2 separate regions of the Mus musculus genome follow, and region 1 is linked to region 2. A link is a contact called in public Hi-C data. All regions are on one chromosome and are shown on one strand. The core of a region is the stretch at or near the end of the contact, and the rest is flanking DNA. Distances in the headings are between cores, read along the strand shown. Region 1 has its middle 14 kb from the start of 4933412E24Rik. Region 2 has its middle 94 kb from the start of 4933412E24Rik.

Region 1 (5,533 bases), core at 1,638-4,137, 110 kb before region 2:
TTGTGTCCCTAATTCCATTTTACATCCATTCAACATCCCCAAGGACTCAATGGATTTCACAGTTGATCCCATATTATATAAGATGACAAAAATTATCTCCTTATATCGCCTTCTACCTCACTTCCTCCTGAGTCCCTCTCATCACTTTGAATCCATCTAAAGAATAATTCTTTCCATATTGGCAGTGCTTATCTGTGTTCATCTCCAAAAAAAGTATATTTAAAATCATTCCCTTGATTCTATAAATATATCTGACGCACGTAGTCTAAAAACTGAATAATAATAAGCAGCATTTGCAAACCTACGATTATGTAATGGTATGTATTTTTAACGTAATGCTATGGTTTATCTTTAAACAACCAATCTGCTCTTAGGTTGCCATCAACTACGTGAGTTAAAGAGCAAAGCTCAAGCAGTTACAATCCAATGGATCCTTAGGACTTGAACAACACACAGGAAATGCATATCACTTACCACATCTTACTGCACACTAGCTCATGTCATTGGGGGCCTTGCCTTGTTTGCACTGGACTATGTTTTGATTGAAGTTTCCACTTTTTTTTCTTATTGATGAATGGTCACTCCTTGTTACTAAGATAATGCAATTTGCACTAACCTGAGCTACGTTCTAAACCTTCGACCATGCTAAAATTCCAGGATTTCTTCTCGTTAACCTGTCGAATTCAGACATTCCTTGCATCTTTTGCCTTGTTTTTTTTTTCATTGTTGTTGTTGTATGCACATGCATTTCTTTGTTCATTGGAGAATAAATTTTAATGATTTATTCAAAGACATTTTGTATTTTCAAGATCATGAACATCTGAATTATCTTCTCATTGCTCTCATGCTTCAATAATCTAGCTGGATGGAGAACAACTAGTAACTTCTTCACAGAGCATGATTTAGCCATCCTACATCAATTCTGCCATCTTAAAATTATGTATCTTAATATTATGTATTTCAAGAAAAATGGAGAGTCCAGACATGGTAGCACATGAAAGCAATCACAGAACTTGAGAGGCTAAGGGAGTAGAATCTCAAGATGGAAGCTAGATAGACGACACAGTGAGATGGTGTCTCTGAAAATTGAAGGGGAGAGATTGGTTATTAGAAAGATTGAGTGATTTACATGAATCTTTAGAGCATTGAATATGCAATTTTTAATATTAATAATATGTACCTGTGACAGTTTGTATATGCTTGGCCCAGGGAGTGGCACTGTTGGGAGGTATGGTCTTGTTGGAGTAAAGGTGGCCTTGTGAGTGTGGGCTTTAATACCCTTGTCCTAGCTGCCTGGGAGTCAGTATTCTGCTAGCAGCCTTCAGATGAAGATGGAGAACTCTCAGCTACTCCTGCACCATGCCTGCCTGGATGCTGCCATGTTCCTGCCTTGATGATAACAGGCTGAACCTCTGACTATAAGCCAGCCCCAATAAATGTTGTCCTTATAAGAGTTGCCTTGGTCATGGTGTCTGTTTACAGCAGTAAAACCCTAATAAAGACAGTACTACCATTTTCCCTCAGAACTCCAAAAGTTCTCTGTTCTGTCTTCAAGCACCTAGATATCCCTGTGGGGTTTGATCCTTTGTAGAAAGAATTTTTATTTTACCCCTGAAAGCTCTAGGGCTATCTTTATCCTTGTGTCAATGAAAGTTTGCAAGGACTTAACTAGGTACAGATTTCTTTGTATTCTTCAAATATGGCATTTGTGTATTTCTTTAGTTTGAGGATTCATTAAAATACTTTTCAAATAATTTCCCTTCTCTCCATTTTTCTTCATTTATTTTGAAACCCTGATAATTGGGTATCAGGTATCTGCTAGTTCCTGTGCATCTCTAGCGATTCTCTTAAATAGTTTCCCTCACGCTTTTATTTTACTCTTGGCCCTGGGAGATTTTCTCAATATTCCTGCCCTCCTATTGAATATTTTAGTTTGGAAATTAGATTTTAACTTTCTAAGAATTTTTTTTCTTTTGGTCTCAGATGTTCCGATTTCCCAGAAGCACAGTCTTATTTTATGAAAGCAATATCTTCTAGACCCTCTCTACAAATCGCATTTGGAATCTTTTCAGTTGTAATTGCTCCCTCCTGTATGTGTCAAGCAGGGCTTCCATAAAAGCACAGCATAGACCAGGTAGCTTAAACAGCAGCAATCTATTTTCTCTCACTTCTTCCTTATAAATATTTTGATTCCCCTCTCTTTCCATTCTGGTTCTCCATTACTGCCTGTATATTTTATATTTTCTTATCCTTTTAAACCCCTCTAATGAAATGGGGGATGAGTTACACATGGGTGTCTACACACCATTCTGACCAGGCAGCCTGGCCTTCTAATCAGTTGTCCACATAATGTGTTATTTCTACAATTTGAAATTTTTCAGTTCCAGTGTTTCCAACAAAAGTGCACAGCTGTTTCTTTGCTCAAAACTTGAAGTAAGTTTCACAGCCCATTGGCACATCTGGCAGCCCTGTCATCGTGAGCAATAGAGACTAACTCACAGACGTGAAGTCAGGGTTACACAGCTACTCAACAGATCCCAATTCTTCTAAAAGCCAATTATCAAGATAAAGGAATTTCTCTGCATTGGTTTGAAGTTAATTTAAATAAGGTGTGTGTTTTCTTTAGCTTTGTTTTATATCTGTCTAAAATTTCCACATAATTACTTCGAACCCATCATTTCACTTCAATTGCATCAGACTGGCCAGAAAACAGGAATCAAAAACATGTGGAGGAGATGGGATTCAACACATAATTAATTGTTTATTGGCAGCTGAAACAATATAGTTCTTGTTTTCAAATAGTCTGCCAGGGAGATACGATCTGAATCCATAATTCTTCCTGACAATCATACTCTGTGGACTAATTCATTTTTCCTGGATGTTTTCAACCTGGGCAGCTCTTCATTTCCCTGTGATCTTTATTCCATTATTGATAATCTAATTAACACCGCTTCTGTGTTATCTCATAAAGTATATTTTTTCTCTCTTAGTACTTTCCTTTTAAGTCCTTTTATGTACTGATTTGTATTTTATTTTTGTAATAGATCTTTTTAAAGGATATAATTTTTCTCTGCAGTAAAATGGTAGGACGTGAGACTCAGAATTTAATAACGAAGAGACTTACATAGTTGAGAATGTACTGTTCTTTGCCTTAAGATTTTGGCTTGCTTTGTTTCATTCCTGTCTCTATTGTGGATCTTTAAAAAGAACTTACTACTAACACCTTACTACACTAACATGATTCCTGTATTATAAAACCTATCCTTACACCCATAGAAAAATACTGCTTTCACCTCCTTATTAAAAAGTTAATAAATAAAAGTATTTTCTTTACAGCAAACAGAGACCATCACAGAAAACCACAACTGATCGTGGTGTTAAAACCAATGGATTATGGTGAACCCTACCCTAATAGATATACCCACAATACAATTCTTACACACAAGGCTCAGGGACCATCTCTGAAGAAGAATGAAAAGGCTGTAAGAGCCAGAAGATGAGGAAGTCTGCTGTGCAACTGTGTAAAAGAGAAGTTGCAGAGAAGTTTCATGCAGTATGTTCAATGATCCAACTACCTAAATGAGAACTAAACAATGGCAATAGCAACAAGCATGATAACATGAAAGGGGCAAACTTCTCTGAGAAGCCACTTCTAAACCAAGGGATACAGGCAACTAGCATCTACTGAGTGAGGGAAAATTTACCTCTCACAGGGATGAGTCTTCTAACTCATTATCCAAAACAATGTGGTCAGTCCTAAGATCATGTGCACACAAGCAACAACCAATGGATTCAGCAGGCTATATGTATATGTTTATGCATGTAGATATGTGTGTGTGTGTGTGTGTGTGTGTGTGTGTGTGTGTGTGTAATGTAACAATAATAATCAAAGTAAAGGAGGCCGTTAATTTGAGAGGGAGGGAGAGGGAGCACACGGGAGAATTTGGAAGTAAAATACATGAGGATTACAAGGAGGGAAGGGAGAAGTAATACGGTTTTATTTTAACGTTTAAAGTTTTAAATAAAATTTAATAAACAACCAAAAGCAATGCTTCGTTAATGAGTATGATTAGTAATTGAAATGGATAGTAGCACTTTGGTTTAGAAATACCCAACTGTAATATAAAGTTGCCATGTTTGTTTGTATTAGAAATAACTCAAAAGTCAATTTCAAGTGAAGTGCCTCAAAAATGTCTGAGTTTTTGTGTGATGTATGTCCAGTGATTCTGACTGAACATGATAGATCAAACCAACTAGCTTGACAGCCAACAATAACATGGTGATAAATAAATCAAACAAAATAATGACTGAGAGAATAAGGAACTGCCTTATCAAAGAACAAGGAAAGGGAAGCTTCATTACAGGGTGAGAAGAATTCTGGCACTGAAAGGAAGATGTGAGCATGCCAAAGGCACAGAGAGCTGTAGCCTGGGAGTGCCTGGAGAGGCCTGTCCCAAACCCTAGGAGTAGTGTCTTACTACTATGGAAGATCTAGACAGGACAGCTATCAATGGTACAATCCGCAGAGCTATGACTTTGGCTTCATAGGAGTGCATCTCCATAGATATCCATTTGTGGAACAATCAACCACGTGGTTATCCCTCTATAGAAGTCCTATGGTTCATGGGGGCACAAGGCAAGGAAGAACAGGCAGAAGACTGAGACTAACACAAACTTCAGGAGTTTTTTCGATGAGACCCTTCTACCAATGTGCTTACACACAGAAGACTTGAATAAGATCAGGCTAGTCAAAATTGCAGTGTGGATGGAGCAAGGCTCACAAAGTCTCACCCAAAAATGAAGCAATATTAGCAGGTGATGGATTTTAGAGGAAGAACAGTACATTTTTTTCCAGGTATGTGGCCCCTGGTAGGTTGTACCTGCTCCAGTAGATAGTACTGCACATGTGGGCATATGGACACCATTACTAGGACTTAATGGGTTTGAAATTGGGAGAAAAATGTGGTGTGGAGGAAACAAGGAAATGGAAGGGGTGGTGAGGGATCATGATGAGCAAAATGCATTATGGATAAGTACGAAATTCTCAAAAAATAAATTTTAAATTTATTTTTTTAAAAAGAGGAAGAAAAGCTCTCCTGTGATATAGAATCCAAAAAAAATGCAGAAGGAATGAAGAAAATATAAACTGTGATATATATTGCCATATTAATTATTTTAGGCTACAATTATCTATGAACAAAATGAGTGATTGTAAATGTTATGAGTAACAGGATAGTAGTGCAGTCTCAAAATATCTCTCAGCAGGATACTCATCAACTATTAAAAATAGTTATTACACAGGGGAGAAACCTGGCAGTTACCACTTTAACAAATTGATCAAAATTAATATTTGAGGAGGAATGGAAATCATTGTCTACTTATTCAATGCAAAAAATGCATAACTCAAATTTGATTAAAAGAAAATCATAGACAGACCAGATGAACAGTCTAGAAAAGCTAAAAAGTTGGACTCTCCAATGTGTCAGGTTTGCAAGAGAAAACTATTGAGAAATTACCATAGATTGGTAAGACT
Region 2 (6,310 bases), core at 1,618-4,117:
GTACAAATGGCAAAAGCCGTTCTAGTCTAGACCCATCTAATTAAGGTTACATTTACATCACAAAATAGGGATAAAGCAGGATGCCAAGTCCTATTTTATTAGGTCTGTCTGAGCCATATTGTCGTGACTAATTCAGCTCAAGTCCACGAGTCAAGCCCAGGAAGACATTGCCATGACAAAATTCTATTCTGCTTCCCGCTCCTCACAGGCCAGTGAGGCTTTAAAATTGAATAGCAGTGGGAGATTAAAGATGTCTACAATATTCCTTGGTTTTAAAGAGAAATTCTGACATACCATCCAACGTGGATGAACCTTGAGAGCATGAAGCTAAGTGAAATAAGCCAGCAACAAACAGGCAAATGCCACATGGGTCTTTTTCCATGAGATACACAAAACAGTCAAATTAATAAAGACAGAAAGTGTAGGCAGCTGCCTGGGGCTGGAACAAGAAGGAGTGGGAGTCCCTGTCTAAAGGATAGAAAGTTTCAGCCTGGAGAAAATGGGGAAACTTCTGGAAATATGGAGGCTGACCCTGATACAAACAATATCACACATGTATGGTTACCTTTACAAATGGCCAAAAGGACACAAACAATGTTATATAACTTTATCACAATGAAAACAGAGGTGTGGCTCCTTTGCTGTTCCATCCATTGAAAAGTTTAATTCTCCTTTCTTCCCTTTGAGATACTCTTCTAGCTTTGATGAGTTTCCTGACAAACAGAAAACGTTAGAGATGCTCTGGGATTCTCATGGCCTGATAATGAGACTTGAAGTTTTTCCCAGAGCCTCTTGGGGGGCTTCTTGGGGCTCTCCATCTAGGGCTGGAAATATGGCTTAGTGCTTAAGCACTGGTTGGTCTTCCATATGACCCGTGTTTGAATCCCAGAACCCACATGGCAGCTCACGCCATCTGTAATTCCAGTATCAGAAAGAAGATCCAGTGCCCTCTCTTGGCATTGCATGCACATTGTACACTACATACATACAAAACAGCCATACACACAAAATATATATGAACTCTCTACCCTGAAATAACTTCTGATGGGGAACTGGAAGCTAACCATGTTCTCTGACTAGGTGGAAAGAGAAAAGCCTAAAGAGATCCACTTATGCCAGCCTTCCAACCCAGACACCAGGCATGAGAGTACAGAGAAATATTCCAACCTCAGCAGCACTGATATGAAGAAGAACTGAGAGCCAGCCTGACATGGATACTACCAGTTGACCCACTCAGATGCCACCCACAGTTGATGCTGCTCCAGCCGTGCCCTCCCATCTCCTGGAGAACTCACTTTGCATTTATCATCAGAATCTATAACACAAAAGGAAAATGGGAGCACATGAGATGATGTGATTTTTGTCCCTTTGTTTTGAAACAATTTGTTCCCAGCAATGAAGAACCAAAGCCCTGCCTGTTGATCCCACAGAAGAGATTAACCCTTACAATTTGAATCTGGCTTTAGCAATACCTGACCCACTCAGCTAATTCAGATTAATTCAAGATGGACTTCAGTGACCCTGCCTGTACAAATGGAGATGTTAATCACAGTCCTACAAGATACCAAGAAAATTAAATAAGATCAGGTGCTTTGAAGCCCTCAGGCTAATACCAAGCCTGATTGAGTTAGCGACTAGTAAATCTGATTGGATTTTATCCTGTTTGTCTTAAGAACAGAACAAAGATAACCTTGCTCTCAGATTAGCCTTCCTTCGATAATGAGTAATTGAAATGGGCATGAAGTGATTTTGTCTGAAATGCCCTTTGATTCCCACCTCGTGGAAAGAGCTCTTGTAAATCCTTCCCAAACATACCTAGGTTGGAGTCCCACTTGTAACCCTTACTAATAACATAATTTTTAGTGAGTAATAGGCAATCATATGGTGCTTCTGACTCCTCACAATTCACATGTGGATATCTCAACTCCTCCAGGTCATGGCATGGGAGTGGGGCTGGGGGTAGGGTTGGTTGAGTCTTGAAGGCAGATGAAGCACTCAGAGTGGCATCAATGCTCTTAAAAACAGACCCCGGAGATCTGTCATGTGATAACACAGCAAGAGGGCATTGTTTGTTACTGAGGACATGGGCCCTCAATCAATACCAACTCTGCCTGTGCCTTGATACTGGAAATCTCAGCCTCCAGAACCTTGAGAAATACATTTCTATTTACAAACTACCCAATCTATGACATTCTGTTACAAGAGCGCAAACTGTCACTGTGAGCTTGTATTTCTTTCTGTGTAAGAGAACAACGACAAAAATGACAACATACTTATCTCCAGAGGGGGTTGTATGGACTGGATCAGATGAGTTTTTCTAAGGCTCCTAACATAGTTTGAGGCACCAAAGATTCAAAGCATCCTTGTATTCTGTGACAGCTGCTTGCCAACCTACTTATCTGATATGTAGACATACCAGCTGTGGGGATACCATAGGCAGGCACTAATTGGTCCCTTCACAACAGTAATAAGATAAACTTTAACTTGGAATCAGTGCCAAAAGCACAGTAAATAGGAAAGGAAAGGCAGATCTGTGTCTCCGCCTCGGCAGTAACTAAAGTGTTTCTTGCAGCCTACAAATGCTATCAGAAAGCCAATGAGGAAAACCCCGTGACTTTTCCTAAATCGAGACAAAAGAGACCTCTACTGTGAGCATCTAGTCTGAAGCAGCACCCCATGCATCTCTCCAAGGAACCTATCTGTAGCCTCAATTGTCTCTTCTCCAACCAGTACACAACTGCTCACAAGACAGAGGGGAATGACGATCCAGGTCCTGATGCTGCCAAGCTTGAGTAAAGGTATGATAAGGAGCCATCACCACAGCCACCAGGAAGAAACAGGCTGGTCCCTGAGATGCATGTCCTGTTCCCTCTCTAGCTGGTAGAGCATGTCACCTATGACCATGCCCTTCTCTCCCCAAGACCCTGATCAGGTCTCCCTTGAGAAGCTGTTCCATGAAATCTAGAGTCAAAAAGCTCCTACTAGGGGCAAGCCTTCTAACTGGAAATCTTCAGCAGTAAGATTCTCCAAATCAAGGGGTCTTCTTACTGCTCAGGAAGGCAAATGGGCACTATGTGCTAGTGTCCATTTCAATGGATTTCTCTGAGCTCTAAAAGATGAGAAAAGAAGGGGTCCATTAAGAACAAGACCATCTATCAGTTTAAAATGAGCCTCAGATCTGTCCTCAGGAAGGTGCAGTTCAAAGATGATGCAGTCAGACAGAGGAAGTAACACACGCCCTACCACATACATGCACATACACAATACACACATAATACACCGCACACACATTATACAAATCACACACACACATAACACAAATCACACACATACATATATTACATACATACAAACACACATGTAACATTACACAAATAACACACACAAACCTACTATATACCACACACACATCGTACACAAACACACCACACACATATACTACATGCACACATATATACAAACACACATCACACAAATCACACACACACACACACTCATAAAACACACAACACATATATCACATATACTACACACACACATCACATATAAATATACACATATCAAACACACTACACATAACACCACACACACATTTACACATAACACATATCACATTACACACAAAATCACATATGTGGTATGTGTAATACAACACACACACACACACACTACATATATATGTATGTATATATATATATATATATATATATATATACACACACACACATATATATATACACACATACTACTCACACACACTACTCACACAGACACATACATCAAATACACAAATATACCACACATATACATATGTGAGTGCATACATAACACATCACTCACACACATCATACACACACATACTACACACATAAATTACCTCCTAACTAAAAGACTTTCCCATGTTTTCTGGATATGGCAATCTCCTTAAAGCTTTATTAGTTCTTTGTCTTTGTTGATTGCATTTGCTCATTGACAATTTCATACAAGTATAAAATGTGCTGTTTACTCTCACCCCCACACTTTCTTTCTCTCTCCCAGCACTGACATCTCCCCCTTCTCCATGCAAGTCCATTTCCCACACTCATGTCTTTTTTTGTTTTGCTTTGTGGCCCACTGAGTTTAACCAGGGCAGTCTTTGTGACTATGGGTTTGGAATTTTCTAGACTGGAGGGCTTACTGTCGGGTACACAACAGAAGTCAATGACCATCTCTTCACCAGATTCTACCAGTAACAAATAATTCAGCAAAGAAGAGTAGGGTCCTGTCAGCACCTCTCTACCCCATGCCTCTCTGTTCCCAGGCCCAATCTTGTGCCGGTCCAGGGTAAGCTACTGCAGCTGCTGTGAGATCATGTCTGCAATAGCTATGTCCTGCCTGAAGATCATATCTCAAAGGCCTTCTCTCTACTTTCTGGTTCTTATTTTCTTTCCACTCCCTTTTCTGTGATATTTCCTGAGCCTTAGACAGGATGGCATAAAGGCTTCTATTTAGAACAGAGCACTCAATTGTCAAATTTTAAGCATCAAGAGGAGCTCTGAAATACCATTCACAGCAAAGAGAAGCTTCTCTGATTTAAGATATGAATAGAATTTGTCTATGGCTAGAACATAAATATTTAGAACACAGTTTAGTGTCGTGACAATTTAGCTAAACAACAACAGTGCATTCTTCTCCAGTGCCTGGGTCCTTCACTAGGTATACAGTACCAACCATAGATCATCTCCTGTGGTGTGGGCCTCCAATCCAATTCAAAAGCAGATGGTTATCCCATAATGTGAATCCTGTTAATCCTATAATCTTCTTTGTTTCACAGAACCCACAGTATCCACGAGAAGGTTGTGCTATGAATGAAACAAACAAAAAGTTCAATACTTTGAGCCACAAAATATTTCCTTTCACGATGGATAGTGAAATGGAGACACACAAGCTCCAAAGGTGAAACCTTTCTGGCGCTATCATATACCACTCTGTGCTATGGCTCACATATATCACCCTGAGAGATAGCTTCTTTATCCATTTGACAGAACATATTTTCTTCATATCTGGGCTTTGTTCTGTTCAATCTGATACAACACCAGCTCCATTAGGCAGCTACTTCTCATCCTGTTTATTTTGTTCTCCTTAGTGTTCAGAACAGTGTCTGTTCCATGGAGACACTTGTGGAAGTCAGGAGTCAGTTCTGAGACAGAGAGCACATTAACTTGTTTTTTAAGTTAAAATTGTTAAGTAGTCATAAAATCACAATGTCATTAGCTTGGTGACTACATTGAAGGTGACATTGAAGGTGAGAATTCCTTTTCAAAGTGGCCACCTGGGGAAGAGGTTACAATTACTAACCCCAGGATAAAGGTTGAAATGATTTCATCTTAGCAAGAAGAGGTGCCCCTGAGGAAAGGATATAGCTGAGAGAATGCTGTCACTAGCCTGTGAGCTAAGAACTCAGAAGCCAGGAAAGACAACTACTCAGATGATGTCTTCAAGGAGAGCTGTGACAAAGCTGTCTCTCTAAGAGTTTTTACACTAAATTCAGGCACTGCTAGCAAAGGGCTGCCGTGTCCACAGTAATACTTACAAGGAACTCTAAGCCACCAGGAAGATCCAAGCAGGAAGAAACCAAGGGTAAAGAGTGATGGAGTCTGAAGTGTTCCAGTCCCCAGAATCGTGGGGCTAACAGTATCTGGGCTTAGCTATGATTTAATAAACTTACCACAAAAGACCTAAAAGTAAAGAAGCAAAATGGACAGGAGAAGGAAAGACAAAGAAAAGCAGGGCGCTACACACTAAAGAAGATACTGCCATGAGATTCGAAGTAAGAAGAATGCTACCGAAGGTTCTTGACACATGATGCGCTGGGTTCTTCATAAGCACATTCTCCTGTCCTCAGAAAACTCCAAAGGGCAGCATTTATTATTCCCACTTACAGATAAGAAAACTAAGCCCGTGAGGAATGGAGCATCACCAGTGGTCACAGAGCCAGTAACTTCTAGACAGGTGAACTCAGCCACGATCAGTGTGGAAGCCCATCTTTTCCTGTCAATAGACAAGAGCATGAGGATTTAAAAGTTGGCCTTTCTAGAAGGTAGAGTCAGAAAGGAAAGAAAATCCTGTTCCTATAAACGTAATAATGACCCACAGATTCTGTGGGTGGTTTAAATGACAATGGCTCCCATAGGCTCAAAGGTTTGTATTCTTAGCCACCAGGGAGTGGCGTCATTTGAAAGGATTAGAAGGAATGGCCTTGTTGGAGGAAGTGTCCCGTGGGGATGCACGCTGAGGTTTCACATAGCCCATTTCAAAGCCCACAGTCTCT

The links. Hi-C and Micro-C count contacts between places; a contact is called where the count stands out from the background.
Region 1: a Hi-C map of the N1E-115 cell line shows a contact between it and region 2, with 2.5 times the contacts expected there. The contact joins two enhancer-like sites. A contact is called at or near these places in 1 of 15 datasets of contacts at CTCF or cohesin (CD8 T cells) and 6 of 484 Hi-C or Micro-C datasets (the AML12 cell line, the C2C12 cell line, the N1E-115 cell line and 2 more).

Annotation. Positions count from the first base shown.
Region 1 is chr15:60,028,080-60,033,612 of GRCm38.p6, reverse strand. No RefSeq gene overlaps it. Among named protein-coding and RNA genes, the nearest start is that of 4933412E24Rik, 14 kb to the right of the region's middle. Within about 2 kb of position 2,887, at least 3 of the 459 cell types and tissues checked have an H3K27ac peak or open chromatin away from gene starts, as enhancers often do. A contact at or near this core is called in the N1E-115 cell line, where this site is marked.
Region 2 is chr15:59,919,663-59,925,972 of GRCm38.p6, reverse strand. No RefSeq gene overlaps it. Among named protein-coding and RNA genes, the nearest start is that of 4933412E24Rik, 94 kb to the left of the region's middle. Within about 2 kb of position 2,867, at least 1 of the 459 cell types and tissues checked has an H3K27ac peak or open chromatin away from gene starts, as enhancers often do. A contact at or near this core is called in the N1E-115 cell line, where this site is marked.